Linked DNA regions of Ovis canadensis: region 1 is linked to region 2. A link is a contact called in public Hi-C data. All regions are on one chromosome and are shown on one strand. The core of a region is the stretch at or near the end of the contact, and the rest is flanking DNA. Distances in the headings are between cores, read along the strand shown. Region 1 has its middle 17 kb from the start of TRNAG-CCC. Region 2 has its middle 57 kb from the start of TRNAG-CCC.

Region 1 (3,631 bases), core at 772-3,271, 40 kb after region 2:
TTCCTCTTCACTTTCTGCCATAAGGATGGTGTCATCTGCATATCTGAGGTTATTGATATTTCTCCCGGCAATCTTGATTCCAGCTTGTGTTTCTTCCAGTCCAGCGTTTCTCATGATGTACTCTGCATATAAGTTAAATAAGCATGGGCAGCCCCTATTATACTTTCTGTGGATTTGCCTCTTCTGGATATTAGCATGTGCATTTTAACAGAATACTCGTCTGCCAGTGCAGGAGATGTAAGAGACATGGGTTCGATCCCTGGGTGGGGAAGATCCCCTGGACGAGGGCATGACAACCCACCCCAATAATCTTGCCTAGAGAATCCCACGGACAGAGCAGCCTGGCAGGCTACAGTGCACAGGATCGCAGAGTCCGATGTGACTGAAGCAATTTAGCACCTACATCAGGTGATTACTCCGAGAATTACAGTTTGAGAAACACTGGTGTGAGGAGAGACCTTGCAGAAGCAGCACTTGCTGGCTCCCTTCCCATAATCACTGTCATGCAAACATGTGGGTCCAGGATGGCTAGATTTTCTGCTTTCTCAAGAGAGGCCAGAAATATGTACTTTCATGTGAAATCTTTCACATTTTAAAAGGTTGGCAAGTAATTCAGATTTTTGGAAAACACTGTTTGAGCCAAAGGAAACATGCCTGAGGGCTGGATTCAGCCTGTCAGTTTGCAACTTCTGATGATCACCAGGTTCTGACCCACTCCTACCAAAGTGCTTCCTACTCCGGTTGTCGTCCATTTCTCCTTGTTCCATGGATATGGGAGAACAACTACTTCATAACCTCCTCATAAAATCCTCTGTATCTTATTCTTCCCTCTCCAAACTGACAGCTATGCATTTATTGAGGACCTACTATGTGTTTTGTGATTTATGTCTCTGGAATCACTTAAATCTTCACAAAAATTATGGCAGATATGATGATTCCACTTTTAAAGACAAGGAAACTGGAGCTCAGGAGGTTAAGTACCTTTCCTGATGCTGCAAAGTAGCTCAGTGTCCAGCTCCTGAATGCTGGTGCCTGGGTTCTTTCCACCTTCTCGTGCTACCTTTCCTTTGCCAATTTTTGCTCAGAGGTCCCATTTCTCATCTTTTTTCTTCTTTTGAACCTTCTCCATTTCCCCCAGATTCTGGACATAGCTCTCATACAGAGCATGGTCACAGTGAGCCTAGGACTTAGGTTTGCTGGGGAGAGAGTCTCAATTCCAACCACTGAAACTTGTTTCCCCTAAGTATACTTATCCTTGCTTAATAGGCATTCTGATCTTTGGTTTGGAAAATGCAGCCGATGTAAGTGAGCCATGCTCTCTTCTGAGGCTGATTCATATCCAACTTGTGGTCAACTCCCTCCTTCACTTGGTGTTTTTGTGTTTATTTGTGTTGAGCCAAATTATGTTGTCAGGTTTTGTCACTAATGAGCCCCTTGCACTTGTCCCCACTGAATTTCATCTGGTTTCAAAGGACCTTCTTTCTCCAACTCATCTGACCAGAAGTCCTTCCGTCATTTTCTGTGGGTTTGGCCTCTTCCCAACCTGCTTTCATTTTCAAATTGCTTCAAGAAACTGTCTCCACCCTCCCCAAAGGTCTCATCTGGCTCTGTGCTTTCACTGCTCTGGGAACCCTGGTGAGGCCTCCTGGGCTTGGAGCAGACAGGTGGAGGGGAGGGCAGAATCTGTTCCCCGAAATTGGTTGGGGTGGAGGAGGGTCTGGTTGGGACTGGGAATGCTCCCTCTTGGTGGTCTTAGGCTGGAAGCTCTCCTAGGTCAGCTCTAGACCTAATTTGGCCCAGGAGGGTGCCAGGGGTCCACAGACCTCTCTCGGATGAGAGGGACCCAGGGTCCTGGGAGATCCTTTGGCAGGAGGTCCCTTAACTCAGTCCTGGCCCTCTTGGGACATCCCATTGTCCAAATGCTGTGGCATCCCAAGCTAGTTGCTAGGCACAGGGCTCTCAAACAATGTCGTGTGACAGTTTCCCAGCCCGCCCCAGGGGCCTCCCCAAGCCACAGGGTGTGGTTTGCAGTCTGGGTACATTCTGTACCCTCAACTCAGGGGACGGGTTTGTGGTTCTTGGTGCTGTGCAGCAGAGCCCCGCCCATGCCTTTCCTCTACAGCCACAAAAACAAGCTTAGACATCAGGAGGCGGGAATCGAAACAGTGGCTGTTACTGTACAGCTGGCCCTAGGAGACATGAGAAGGACACATCCCCTTCCCGTTCTCCTTCTCTGAAGGTGTCTGGGGCTTGGAAGATCAGTATTACCACCAGCTCTCTGCTGCTGGCTCTTCGCTTCCCTCCTGAGACCCATCCAATAACAACCTAGGGGGATGCAAGGCAGGGCTCTCTGGGGACTACCTCTCACTGTCTTCCCCAGAGACCATGAACCATAGCTTTCCTCTCTGTGCAGGCACTGTTGTGAGCACTTGACAGATCTCATTTAATCTTTACAACACCTGAAGAGCAGTCCCTGTACTAGTATCAGTCACATCTTACAGACAAGGAAAGTGAGGCACACAGGAGTTAAACAGTGTGCCCAAGGTCATACACTACCAAGTGGCATAATCAGGATTTGAACCCTAGTCTGAATCCCTGATCTTGCCACTTGGATTAGACTGCCTACTTTCCCCCCAGCATTCCTGAGGACTGGACAGGTAGCATATGTGTATGCTAAGTTGCTTCAGCTGTGTCCAACTCTGTGGGATCTTATGGACTGTAGCCCACCAGGCTCCTCTGTCCATGGGATTCTCCAGGCAAGAATATTGGAGTGAGTTGCCATGCCCTCCTCTAGGGAACCTTCCCGACCAAGGGATCGAACCTGTGTCTCTTGTCTCCAGTATTGACAGGCAGGTTCTTTACCACTAGCACCACCTGGGAAGCCTGGACATGTAGCACCTCCCAGCAATCTTTTCACTGGAGAATAAACCGACTCAGGCCTTGGAGGGGAGGACTTACTCCCTGGAGAAGCTGGGAGAAACAGGCATGACCTCTGCCCAGTTATAGGGATTCCCCAGGACTCCCGGAGAGTCAGGCCACACCCAACACTGCTGGCTTGGCCTGCAGTGTCTTCTCTGCAGAGGGGTGTGTGTGTGTGTGTGTGTGTGTGTGTGTGTGTAGAGGGTGTATGTATCTGGGTGTGTGTGTCTGGGTGTGTATGTCTGTGTACAGGCACAGACTGTGCATGGGGTGGGGTGGAGTAAGGCGCTCCCAGAGCTCTCTGGCACCCTCTTGAGGCAATGCCACTCACTGCCGCTCTTCTCTGTGTGTGACCTGCTTCTGACGTCTCAGGCTCTGTCCTGGGACCTCAAAACCCATTTCTTGTGGGCTGCAAGCTCAGCGTACCAGGCCGCTGCTGGGCCTGTTTTGTTTTTATTTTATTTATTTTTTAACCATTTTAAGTGTACAATTCAGTGGCGTTAAGTATATTCACATATTGTACAACCATCACCTCTATTCATCTCTAGATTTTTTCATCATCCCTAACTGAAACTCTGTACCCATTAAACAATAAATAACTCCTGAGTCCTCCCTCTCCACAGCCCCTAGCAACCACTATGCTACTTTCTATCTCTATGAATTTGACTATTCTAGGTACCTCATGTAAGTGGAATCATATAGTATTTGTCCT
Region 2 (3,556 bases), core at 268-2,767:
GTTGGGGGCACTGTTTTTCTGACTCATCTGCTCATGGGCACCACCTGAGTGGCAGGCCTGTGCTACACCAATGATCTTGCGTAACTGTCACAACACCCCCATTGTACGGGTGAGTAAGCGGAGACTCAGCCCGCTGAAGTGACTTGCCAAAAGTCACACAGCTATTATGGCAAATTGGGACCCAATCTTCCATCCATCCCTCTCTCCCACTCCTGCTTTCATATGGCAGCTTGGGAGTGAGTGGTGAGGTGACTACTAATGTACAACTTCAGCTTGAGGGGTGATTTGCAAGGAAGGGTCCCCCAAGAAAGGCCCCAAAAGAAAATGGCACGGTGTCCATGTGAGGGAGCAAGAAGAGGGGAACCAAATAAACACAAATGGGCCTCTCCCCTCTGAAACATCATCCAGATCACTTAGTACATTTACCTTAATACCACCCACAGGAGACCACTGACACTGGAAAAGGGGCTAAGAGGGCCTCAGTGAGAAAAGGACACACAGTATATACGATGGCCCAAACCCCATCCCACTCCCCCAAGGGGAGATGCTCTCAAGCTCTGCTGCTGCACTTGTTACTACTGAGATTTTGCTCACAAAACCCACCAGCCCCTTGGGCACGGCCAAGTCTAAGTATCCCAACTCCACTTCCCTCCTCTGTCTCTCCTTGGAGGCATCCTTACTTACCCATCACCCTTTCCTGGGCTCCATGTCTCTGGCATCTGGGGTCCAGCCATTTCTCTGATTCTGGGCATTCACTGTCTCCTCCACTGTGTCCTTACCTGGAGCCACTATGGGCCCTAAGCTGTGGTCTAAGCCTCCCAGTTTCCCAAGGGAGGGAATCACTCCTGTGTGAGTGACTCCGTTCCATCTCAGCTTCCTATAGCATATGCACCTACCTCTTTGTCACTTGAAATTTAAAGGAACTCCTTGACCTTCCTGAGCCATAAACCTCAAGGGCCAAGAGGTCTTGGCTCCTTTTCTTGCACCCATCACTGACTGGATATATTCCCAATGGCAGGCTTCTTTCACTGTAAAGGTCACACATGTAGGCCTATTCGTTTAGAATCACTAAACCTCTTCTTCACAACCTTACCCTGCTTGCTGGTCTCTCAAATCCCAACTTCTCTTTCTGCTCCTCACCTCTCAACTCATGATGCCAAGCTCATTGTCTGCACCTGCCCATTTGATCAATTTCCTGGCTGTGCAGACTTCACAGCTGGTAGAATGGACACAAAGGTTGCATCAAGCAGCTACTCCCCCAGTTCCCCTCATCTCTCCACCCAACCCAGTTCTCCCCAGTTCCCACTTACTCCCATCCCCTCCCCATCTCACGAACTGAGGGACTTTTCCACTCTTAGGCTCATCTGCAGACTTCCCATATGCTGATTTCCAGCCAAATAAGAACCAACAGATGAAAAAAGGAAACTCAGGAGATGGCCCAGCAAACATACAGCCCTCTCTGGTCATCCAGCCCTTCCCTATGAGAAAGGGGAAAAACATACCCACAGTCACACAGTGGGAAAGAGAGAACAAGTACGTTGCCCAGGCAACCATGACTAAACAGAGACAAACACTGCACCTTCTGAGGCCACAGCAGTTGCTAGACTAGATAAGAGGAACTTTGTGGCTGTTTGTCAGTCACATAGAGGAGCAGCTCTTGTTGTTTTTGTTCCACAGAAAACCAGCAGGGGTGGGGAAAGGCAAAAGAAAACATGACTCCTGGAAAGACCTTCACAGCTTGGGGCTTCCGGGCCCAGCTGGTCGGGCTGGACCCAGTACAAGGAAAAGAACCAGAAGTACCGAAGCGGTATGTTCCCCTGCCTGGACATGCTCCCTCTCCCAGGACCCTCCTACCACCGTCTCATCTGATCCTCATGCAGCCTGCCGCCCCCTCCCCACCGCCACAGCCATGTTTCCTGCCCTTACAGAAACAGACACTTGTGATTCACCTCCATTTCACAGATAAGAAAACTCAGAACCAGAGAGCTCAGTGCTACTCCCACTGATCTCATGGGACCTTGGTGACATCAGGAGCCCCTTTTAAATGTCAAAACTCTCCCCCAATCTATCCCAACCCAAAAGTAGTTGAACTCTTAATATAGTCATACCTCACTTTATTGTACTTTGCAGATATTTTTTTTTTTAAACAAAGGTTTCTGGCCACCCTGCATCAAACAAATCTATCAGTGCCATTTTTGCAACAGTGTTTGCTCACTTTGTGTCCTGGTGTGACATTTCAGTAATTCTTGTGATGTTTTCAACTTTTTCGCTGTTGCTATATTTTTATGGTGATCTGAGATCTTTGATGATACTATGACTTGCTGAAGGCTCAGATGATGCTTGGCATTTTTCAGTGATAAGGTATTTTTTAATTATGGTATGTACATTGCTTTTTCTGAATGTTGAGCTTTAAGCCAACTTGAAATAGATGGGGAAACAGTGGAAACAGTGTCAGACTTCATTTTGGGGGGCTCCAAAATCATGGCAGATGGTGATTGCAGCCATGAAATTAGAAGACGCTTACTCCTTGGAAGGAAAGTTATGACCAACCTAGATGACATATTCAAAAGCAGAGACATTACTTTGCCAACAAAGGTCTGTCTGGTCAAGGCTATGGTTTTTCCAGTGTTCATGTATGGATGTGAGAGCTGGACTGTGAAGAAGGCTGAGCACTGAAGAATTGATGCTTTTGAACTGCAGTGTTGGAGAAGACTCTTGAGAGTCCCTTGGACTGCAAGGAGATCCAACCAGTCCATTCTAAAGGAGATCAGTACTGGGTGTTCTTTGGAGGGAATGATGCTGAAGCTGAAACTCCAGTACTTTGGCCACCTCATGTGAAGAGTTGACTCATTAGAAAAGACCCTGATGCTGGGAGGGATTGGGGGCAGGAGGAGAAGGGGACGACAGAGGATGAGATGGCTGGATGGCATCACCGACTCGATGGACATGAGTTTGAGTGAACGCTGGAGTTGGTGATAGACAGGGAGGCCTGGCATGCTGCGATTCATGGGGTCGCAAAGAGTCGGACACGACTGAGCGACTGAACTGAACTGAACTGAACATTGTTTTTTAAGCCCTAATGCTACTGCACACTTAATAGACTACAGTATACTGTAAACATACATTTGATATGCACTGGGAAACAAAAATATTCACGTGACTTGCTTTATTATGATATTCACTTTATGGCCACAGTCTGGAACTGAACACATGGTGTCTCCAGGGTATTATTCACTGAGATAGAGAAAGAGAATACGTAATGACAAGCAGTGACTGTGAATTCAATGGGGCTTTTAAAGAAGCTTACTGTATTTGCCACATGAGCATAGAGGTGGGTTTGAAAAGTAGAACAGAAATGTGGGTGGTAGATTATTTACAGACTAAGACTGCAGAGGCGCAAGGCACAGGGCTCTCAGACTGGGAACCACTACAGAAGAAGGTACTTCTGGTGAAGCTCCAAAGGAAGAACCCACGGAGTGAGATGAGGAAGCGGGGCCACTAGGACCTGAGGTATAGGGAGAAGGAGTCTAGAAAGACCAGAGGAAATAAGCTGCAC

What was found. A called contact is a pair of places that touch in the nucleus more often than the background predicts.
Region 1: a Hi-C map of fibroblasts shows a contact between it and region 2, with 2.5 times the contacts expected there. The contact joins two enhancer-like sites. A contact is called at or near these places in 2 of 2 Hi-C or Micro-C datasets (fibroblasts and lung).

Annotation. Positions count from the first base shown.
Region 1 is chrX:129,850,095-129,853,725 of ARS-UI_OviCan_v2, forward strand. No RefSeq gene overlaps it. Among named protein-coding and RNA genes, the nearest start is that of TRNAG-CCC, 17 kb to the right of the region's middle. Within about 2 kb of position 2,022, the one cell type or tissue checked has open chromatin away from gene starts, as enhancers often do. A contact at or near this core is called in fibroblasts, where this site is marked.
Region 2 is chrX:129,810,299-129,813,854 of ARS-UI_OviCan_v2, forward strand. No RefSeq gene overlaps it. Among named protein-coding and RNA genes, the nearest start is that of TRNAG-CCC, 57 kb to the right of the region's middle. Within about 2 kb of position 1,518, the one cell type or tissue checked has open chromatin away from gene starts, as enhancers often do. A contact at or near this core is called in fibroblasts, where this site is marked.